Linked DNA regions of Sus scrofa: region 1 is linked to region 2. The links are chromatin contacts, called in public HiChIP or PLAC-seq maps. All regions are on one chromosome and are shown on one strand. The core of a region is the stretch at or near the end of the contact, and the rest is flanking DNA. Distances in the headings are between cores, read along the strand shown. Region 1 holds the start of SLAMF8 (SLAM family member 8). Region 2 has its middle 8.7 kb from the start of SLAMF9.

Region 1 (4,713 bases), core at 1,356-3,855, 150 kb after region 2:
GGAGGCTGCCTCCCAGGTCCTTGGGACCCTCTGGGTGTCCTTCTCTGGGAAACACAACAGGAGGAGAAACAGAATGGGGGCGGGATGGCAAGAGGCTAAGTTTTAATGGGAACATGTTGCGTTCGGCATGTGTGGGTGACCCCTCTGCTTGAAGCGCCCCCGGCTCCTTTGCTGGCTAATTTCTGCTCATCCTCTCAGGGAAGCGTCATTGCCTCCCCTGCCCTCCCCCATCCGTCACTGAGGGTTACAAACTCTTTCTCTGTGTTCCCACGGTGACCTGGTGGTATAGGTGATGGTGGGGGTGGGGGAGGTGGAGGTGGGGGTGGTGCAGGTGGAGGTGGGGGTGGGGGTGATGGGGGTGGAGGTGGTGAAGGTGGTACAGGTGAAGGCTCTAATCCCCCTGTTGTTACTGCTCATTAATGAGCCCCATTAGACCACAGACAGGTTCCTCTTTTCATCTTTGTACTCCTGTGCCCCACTGCTGTTTAGGAGCAGGATGGAGAAGAAGCTCAGTGGATTTGCTCAAGGCATGATGAAACTGGCCACCCCGGCACAGTGGTGGGCACTGGGATGCAGAGCAGAATAAGAGCAGGGGAGGACCGCACCCCAGTGCTGCGAGTGTGGGTGAAGAGATGTGTTCTGGGTGCTTACTCAGCTAGCCTCTGGTGACTCCAGCCCTCCCACCCATCTAACGGACTCCCAGCCCCAATCATCTCAGTCCTGACTGGGGATGGCTTCAGGGCTAATGCACAGTAGAGACGTCATATAGAAAGAGCATAGCACTGGATGCCAATCAAGATTCCTGGGCTCTCCTGCCCTGGCTCTGCTGCAGAGGAGCTGCGTGGACCTTCAGCCTATCACCTACTTTTCTAGGTCCCATCTGTACAACGAGGGAGTGCACCCAATCAGTGCTACTCATCTTGTTTACCAATAAGAAAACTCATTTTTGCTCCCCACGTTCAAGGATTTAAAAGATCTGTGAGCCAAATGGATTTCCTTTTTTCTTTTTTTCTTTTTGCAGGATTTCCATCTCGCATTTAGACATGTAGAAGTCTGCAGGGCTTTTGGTACCAGGAACTCAGGTGGGCACACTGGACAAAGTCATCTCAGAGTCCCTACGAGTCTCTGATGCAAACAAAAGTGTCTGCACCTTTGCTAAGCCCCATGCCTCCTATCCCCTAGCCTAGGGGTGCTGGCCCTTGTCACACTGACCACTTGTTAACGGAGGGAGGGAAGTCAGGCACCATACAGGATGAGGGGGTGGTCGCCCCGTGTTGAAGACCCCTGACGTGTCTCTTCTGACATCACTCAGTTACTGGCCACCCCAAGTCCACAGGCATGATATTAACTTGCTCTTGTCTCTCATTCCTCCTCAATATCCACTTCCACTCCCACAGACCTGCAGGGAGAGGCTGCAGCTTTCCCACAGGCTGTTGGAAAGACATCCTCAGATTGTAAGAGCCCTGCCCTCCCCAGATTGTCCTTACAAGTTGCATATGTTAACATCGCCAGCCCCTGACCATTCTCACAACCATCTCTTTCAAAACAAATGGTATCACCAGCCTCAGTTTTATGGGCCACAAAACAGCTCGTGTCTCATGGACATGGGGGTCCTTGGGCTGCCATCCTTCTACCCAGGACCCTGCACCTCTCTGCCTCTTGTGAGCTTTCAAGGTTACCGAAGAACCTGCTTCAGTCTTCCCAGCCCTCCTCAGCTCCTGTGTGCACACTTGGGATGGGGAGAGGGGGTCCTGCTCAGAAGTCTGACGAGGGACCTTCAGCTCTCTGAGACCAGACCCTCCGCCTGCCCCGCTTACCTTCGCAGAGAAGTAGACTCCACAGGGACCACACGGCCATACTCCAGAGAGGCAGGTGAGCTCCCTCAACAACCAAAATCCAACACATCCCAAGTTGAGTGGATACACGGAAGGAGCTGTGGTCCTTTTGGAAAGTCCCGTGTTCAGAAGAAGGAATCTTGACTCAGAACAAGATGCCCCAAAAGTGAAAACATCCAGAGGAAAGTGGAAGTTGGCCTCGAGACTAGCTGGACTCTATCAGGAGCTGATTCTTGTAAGTCAGCCTCTTTTGAGTGCATATGGTTGGCCAATGCAAGCGACCGGCGCCCACACACAAGCCCACATCTTCCTCTCTGACTCCCGGTAGGGCCTCTCTGCATCCCGCTCTGCCCTGCTGCCTCCTGGCATTCCCGTTGCAGCCACAGAGACCCCTCTAAACTGCAATTCCCATCATTACTTCTCCTCTGCTTCAGATTCTTCCGTGGCCTCACACCACTCTCAGGATAAAGACTAAACTCTTGGCGTAGCATCCAAGATTCTTCCAAGTCCAGCTCCAGCTGCTTCTCCAGCCCCGTGTCCCATGGCCACTCTGCTCTCCAGCCATGCCAAGCCAGATCTACCTCTTCTTAGAACTACCTATTCCATACTTTCATGTGTTGGACTTGGCATGGCTATGTGGGCTAGGTGGCCAGCCGGACTCCCGCCCAAGGCTACTGCACCACAAAGCAGCAAGAGGAACCTCCCCTCCTTCCCTCCACCCCCACCCCAGCTCTTCTGTTATCACTCTTAGCATGTTGTTTTGTAACAGTTTTCTCATGTCTACTGACTGCTTGCTGCCAAGGTCATGTATTCACTTCTGCATCCCCGTCCGTGCTGGGCACCTCATGGATGTTTTGAATGTTTGATAAACGCAAGCATGAATTCTAGATGTGGTTACATATTTTGCTTCCTGGAAGCTCCGCAACTCTTCTCCAAGAGAGTCTTATGATTGTCCTGTTAGAGACAGGGAAGTTTGAAAACCAGAGTGAGGCTAACCCCTCTCAGAGGTCACAGAGAAGTAGAGCCTTAGAAATGTGGTCCATTTTTGCCAGTCACCCCCCTCCACCCCGTTTCTCCTCTCACTTCCAGGTACTTGGTTTCTTGAGTCAGGGAAGGCATCGCAAGAAGATGAGGAAAATCTCTGAGCTTCCTGCCTGTGGCTCGTGGTATCTAGTCCTGCATAGCTTCTGACCTGTCAGTCACTCTGGATGCTCCGGTCCAGACCCAGTCAGGGAGGTGGCAGATGCTGTGGTGGGTGATCAGGAGGATTCCAGGATGGGGTCCGGCCCTCCAGACCCTCACCATGAAATTGTAGAAACAAGATACGCCCTGGGAAGGGAAGCCCCACTGCAGACAGACACGGCTCTGTGCAAAAGGGCAGCCCAGGCAGCTTACAGTGGGAAGCGGTCTCTGGTGGATGTGGGCATGGGATGCCTCCTTAAAAGGTGGAATTTGAGCTGCATCTTGAAGATGGACATGAGATTGGGATAGGCTGAGAAAAGCAGGAGGGTCAGAGGTTGGGAAAGGGCTCTGAGCATGAGAGGAAAGCAGAATGTGTGAGGCTTGGCAGTGGGAAAGTCTCAAGCGGGCTCCTAGGACAGTGAAGAACCAGAGAGGTGAAACTTTAGGGCTGCTGTGGGTAAGATGGAAAGGGAGGTTGGGCTCAGGTTATGGAGGCCTTGAGTACTGGGTGAAGTTTAGGCTTTTCAAACTCTGGAGACCAGCGACTCTCACCCAGGCTGAGTGCTCAGGCATTCTGGTTCAGAGGGGCTGGGCTGGGGCCAGTGTTTTATTATTTTTTTCTCTTTAGGGCTGCACCTGCAGCATATGGCAATTCCCAGGCTAGGGGGTGAATCGGAGCTGTAGCTGCCGGCCTACGCCAGAGCAACAGCAACGGTGGGATCCGAGCCATGTCTGTGACCTACACCACAGCTCACAGCAACGTGACTCCCAAACCACTGAATGAGGCCAAAGATCGAACCCGCATCCTCATGGATTCCAGTTAGGTTTGTTTCTGCTGCACCATGAAGGGAACTCCCTGGGGCCAGTAGTTTCAACAAGCACTGTCCTCCAGGCGATTCCAGGCTGCAGGATGGAGGGAGCGCTCTGAGAAGCTCTGCTTATCCATTTTGAGCTGGGGCTACTTTGCTAGGGGAGGACAGCATGCAGGGCTGACTGGGAGAGAAAGAAGATGCAGGGAAGCCTGGGTAGCAGCTGTTGTGATGGTTCCCGCTGAAGCAGAGAGGAACTCTCTAGAGAGAAAGGGGGCAGAACCAGCGTCGTGATGGAACTTGGATGCCACCCACTTATGGTGCAGGGAGTTCAAAGGAGGGGAATCACCTAGGACTCTGCTGCCAATCCTGTCATCCATGTGTCAGGTATTTATTGAGCATCTACCTACGTGCCAGGTGCTGGGGACACAGAGATGAAAGGCACAGTCCCTGCCCCCAAGGACTCTGCAGTTTAGAAGACAGACACGTAACCCGATAATTACAATCAGTGTGGCCAGAGCAACGCCAGCTGTGTGCATGGAAGGCTATGGGAGCCAGAGGACAGATGGGTTGGAGCCAGCTGGGTGGGTGGGGGGCCAGGAGCGCTTTGTGGAGGGGGTGGTATTTGAGGAGAGCCTTAGGGCACAAACAGATGAAGGAGAGAGTAGGACTGAAGAACTCAGTCTCTAGAGTCAGGCTTCCTAGGGTTGGATCTTGGCTGTGGAACCTTGAGCAAAGTGGCTTCTCTTTGTTCTGTGTCTTTATCCACGAAATAGGCATTAATAACAGAATCGACCTCAGAGTGGTGCTGTAGGGTGAAACCACTTAAAATAGGGTCTTATCAACTATAATAAAAACATTTTAAAAAAAGAATAGGGTGGAGTTCC
Region 2 (4,721 bases), core at 1,146-3,645:
AAAAAATAATAAGCTGGTGAATGTAAGGACAACAATAAAAAAAGAAGCAGGCCCACAGATAGAACAAACTAGTGGTCACAGTGGGGAGGGGGAGGAGTGATATAGGGGTGGGTTGTGGGAAGTATAAACAATTGTGTAAGGTAGACTCAAGGATGTATTGTATAACATGGGGATATAGCCAGTATTTTGTAATAACTATAAATGGAGGGTAACCTTTTAAAACTGCATAAAAATAAGCGTTCCCTAGAGCTCAGCAGGTTAAGGTTTTTCCATTGTCACTGCTCCTGCTCGGGTCACTCCCATGGTGTGGATTTGATCCCTGGCCTGGGAACTTCCACATGCTATAAGCATGCCCCCCTTCCCAAACTGTATAAGAATAGGAAATAAAGGAGTTCCCATCGTGGCTCAGTGGTTAACGAATCCGACTAGGAACCATGAGGTTGCGGGTTTGATCCCTGGCCTTGCTCAGTGGGTTAAGGATCCGGCGTTGCCGTGAGCTGTGGTGTAGGTTGCAGACGAGGCTTGGATCCCGCGTTGCTGTGGCTCTGGTGTAGGCCGGCGGCTGCAGCTCCGATTGGACTCCTAACCTGGGAAACCTCCATATGCCACAGGAACAGCCAAAGAAATGGCAAAAAGACAATAAAATAAAATAAAATAAAAAGAATAAGAAATAAATAAAATTGGATGATAAAAAAAGAAAACAAAAAAATTCTGCCCCCCAAACCAAAAAAAAAAAAAAAAAAAAAAACGAAGAAAGAAAAGTATTTAAAATGTGAGTGGCAGGGGAGGGCGGTCATTGGTAGCCTTTGAAAAGGAGAAAACGAGACTGCCTTTTGGTGCCAAAGTATAAGTCAGTCCTTTGTGGGTCAGAGATGAGATATGCAAATTATTTAAAGAAACAAATGACCAAATGAAGGTATTTATTTTTTTTTTATTTTTTTTTTTTAATTTTTAATTTTTGTTGTTGTTGTTGTTGTTGTTGCTATTTCTTGGGCCGCTCCCGCGGCATATGGAGGTTCCCAGGCTAGGGGTCGAATCGGAGCTGTAGCCACCGGCCTACGCCAGAGCCACAGCAACGCGGGATCCGAGCCGCGTCTGCAACCTACACCACAGCTCACGGCAACGCCGGATCGTTAACCCACTGAGCAAGGGCAGGGACCGAACCCGCAACCTCATGGTTCCTAGTCAGATTCATTAACCACTGCGCCACGACGGGAACTCCCCAAATGAAGGTATTTAATTTCTTAGAAAAATGAGACGGGAGTTTCCTTTGCGGTGCAGCAAAAACGAATCCGACTAGGAACCATGAGGTTGCAGGTTTGATCCCTGGCCTCGACCAGTGGGTTAAGGATCCAGCATTGCCATGAGCTGGTGGTGTAGGTCACAGATACTACTTGGATCTGATGTTGCTGTGGCTGTGGTGTAGGCCTGCGGCTGCAGCTCCAATCAGACCCCTAGCTTGGGAACCTCCATATGCTGCAGGTGCAGCCCTAAAAAAGCGAAAAAAAGAGATGGGTGGTGTAGACTCATTGAAGGGAGAATCATGGAAGCAAACCCTGACGGTGCCACCTGGGTTCTGCCAGGAGCCTGTGAGCCAAACCGCAGTGTCCTGGCATCCTGGTGGAAGGAGTGCACGACAGAGATGGATGTAATAGATTGTTACCCGACCTTTTATTTTATTTTCATCTTTAAGTTTCATTGCAGTATAGTTGATTTATAATATTGTGATAATTTCTGCAGTACAACAAAGTGATTCCATTATACATGGACACACATCCACTCTTTTTCAGATTCTTTTCCCACATTGTCCATCACAGAATGCTGGGTGAAGTTCCCTGTGCTATACAGCAGGTCCCTGTTGGCCAGTCATTCCATTTACCACATTGTGCATATGCCGATATTTTATTTTTATTTTTCCATGTTTAGAACCTTCTTATTTTGAGATACTTTTAGAGCTACAGGGTTACAGAATGCTTGTAGAGTTTCATCCAGCTTCTGCTAACAAATGATACGAACATCATATGAGTTAGTATCATATGCATTTGACATATGCATTTGTCACCAGATGGTTGCATCATGGTCATTTCCCTTCCGCTAATACCATGCTCCGGGGCAGGCTTCTGTTGACACCTCCCCAGACTGATCATGTACTTTACACTCTCAATAAGGTAGGCTTCTTGCCTCCCTCCTTCTGCACCCCTTCATCCCATTTTGTTTCCCCTTTCGGTACTTTATCACTTGATGCTGCTCATTTGTTTGTTGTGCACGGCTTACCTCCCCCAGCCCTGACCCTAACTGGAATGTAAAAAAACCATGTTTCCTACAGCTGGACGCTGCCTGGCCCTTCACTGGAACTTCCTAAATGTGCAGGATGAGTGGCTAATTCTATACATCAGTCAACCACAGCTCTGATCAGATGAATCAGTCACTCAAACTCTGATCACCTCTGACATTAATGAGCTGGAGGGTTTGGTGGTTTGTTTGTTTGCTTTGTCTTTTGAGGGCTGCACCGGCCTCATAGGGAGGTTCCCAGGCTAGGGGTCAAATAAGAGCTGCAGCTGCCCCCCTACACCAGAGCCACAGCAACGCAGGATCTGAGCCGCGTCTGCGACCTACACGACAGCTCGCAGCAATGCTGGATCCTTGACCCTCTGAGCAAGACTGGGGTTAAACACACATCCTCATGGATACTAGTCAGGTTCATTATCGCTGAACCACAACGGGAACTCCCAGTGAGCTGGAGTTTTGAGTCTGTGGTGTGGTGGGCTAGAGCCTGAGCAGTGCTGAAAGTGCTGAGAAAAGTCTTACTCTGTTCGGAGCTGTCTGGGTGGCCAGCAGGCTTCCCTCAGGCTGCCCCCTCTGTTCCCCTCAGGCTCTCTTTGAGTGCCTCCGGTCTCAAATACAAATTAACAATAAAAACAAATACAGATACAAATTAATAGTGACACCCACAATACTAATATTTACTGAGGGCTTTCTGTGTTGGGACATTGCCAGATAGAGTTCTGTTAACATCCCAAATTAGGTTCATCAAAAGTTCTGCCTGTAAGACTCCAGGAGACCTGGGTTTGGGCCTCAACCCTACGGTCTCGAAGTCCCTTCACTAAATGGACCTCAGGGAAGGGCCAGGCAGTGTCCAGCTGTGGGCTACACAGCTCTTTGTGCTTGTAATTTTTTTTTTTTTTTTTGTCTTTTTAGGGCCGAACCCACAGCTTAGGGAAGTTGCTATAGCAACACCAGATCCAAGCCGAGTCTGTGACTTACACCACAGCTCACAGCAACGCCGGATCCTTAACCCACTGAGCAAGGCCAGGGATCGAACCCACATCCTCATGGATACTAGTTGGGTTCATTACCGCTGAGCCACACGGGAAACTCCTGTGCTTTTAATTTGTAAAATAAGGGGTTGGACAAGATTAGTAGATGCTAAACTTTTTTTTTTCTTTTAGTGACAGAAACCTGTTTGCAAACAAGTGCTGCATCACCAACCCCACCTGTTGAGGAATAAACATGAGGGGAGGTCTTGGGATGAAGTTCTGGCCCATAGTCCAGGACAGAATGCTCTCCAAGCCCTAGAGGCAAAGCCCCCAGAGCCCCACTCCTGTCCTAGGAAGCCCAGCCCTAGAAGGCCGAGTTTCAGAGCTCCACTCAGGGGGAAAGAAAGCTTTTGTGATCTGAGACAAAGGCATCTCTAGCGGGGGAACTTCCTCTCTGGTTCAGCAGAACAAAGAGCAGGAAGTATGTGTCCAGTATCTCAATCTTTATTTATTTATTTATTTATTTTTAGGGCTGCACCTATGTCATATGGAAGTTCCCAGGCTAGGGGTCAAATTGGAGCTTCTGCTGCCAGACTACACCACAGCCACAGCAACATGGGATCCCATCTACATCTGTGACCTACACCACAGCTCACGGCAATGCTGGATCCCTAACCCACTGAGTGAGGCCAGGGATTGAACCCACATCCTCATGGACACTTGCTGGATTCAATACCACTGAGCCACAGTGGGAACTCCCATTCTCAAACTTTAGTGTATAGTGGAATCCCTCCCTTGGGGGGATCTGGATGAGCAGGGGGATTCGTAGGCACCCTCTTCCCCTATCCTGGTCCCCTGGGTTTACAATGCCCAAGGACTCAGCATTGTAATCCGCCCTCCGTGTGATTCTAATGCTGAGGTTACAAAACCTGCGTTTTGAGAATAGTAAGCAGGAGGGCAAGCAGAGCATCTGGCAGTGAGTCGGTTTTAGCTAAGAAGTTGTGACAAATTGTACTTAAAGGGAGAGTTGAGGGAAGGGTGTGTGTGTGTGTGTGTGTGTGTGTGTGTGTGTGTGTGTGTGTAGAGGAAGCCCTCTGGGATTTGGAGGCCCAGAAGGCAAGGAATGAGCTGTCAGGCCATATGTTCTCAAGGGTCTCAGCCAAGCATGCTACGTATATAACAGGCCAATCTGGTGAGCAGGCAGGTGGCCTGGAAAACACTGAGCTGGGCTGAGTGCCAGCGACAATGCTCACTGTGTCCTCAGACCAGGGGCTGATGGGTGCTGCCAGTGAACTGTCTCCACTCAACCGACGCACGTGTCCTCTGTTGGAGACTTCTTGCGCATTCTCTTCAATAACTGCAGGCTCTGGCCAAGAACGAAGGGGCCCCAGGTCTTCACGACCCCCACGCCCATGATCTCGACGCTTAACTAACCTTCAGTAAAAACCATGACCCACATGCCTG

The links. HiChIP or PLAC-seq counts read pairs in DNA pulled down with a chosen protein or histone mark.
Region 1: an H3K27ac HiChIP or PLAC-seq map of alveolar macrophages shows a contact between it and region 2. The contact joins the promoter of SLAMF8 here to the enhancer-like site in region 2. A contact is called at or near these places in 12 of 47 Hi-C or Micro-C datasets (epiblast stem cells, fetal liver, liver and 7 more) and 1 of 2 datasets of contacts at active chromatin or transcription factors (alveolar macrophages).

The regions. Positions count from the first base shown.
Region 1 is chr4:90,670,439-90,675,151 of Sscrofa11.1, forward strand. SLAMF8 (SLAM family member 8) reads right to left here and starts at 2,606. Exons shown (of 6, transcript XM_003125670.3): 1 at 1,818-2,606. The coding sequence starts at 1,905.
Region 2 is chr4:90,524,251-90,528,971 of Sscrofa11.1, forward strand. No RefSeq gene overlaps it. Among named protein-coding and RNA genes, the nearest start is that of SLAMF9, 8.7 kb to the right of the region's middle. Within about 2 kb of position 2,396, at least 1 of the 83 cell types and tissues checked has an H3K27ac peak or open chromatin away from gene starts, as enhancers often do. A contact at or near this core is called in alveolar macrophages, where this site is marked.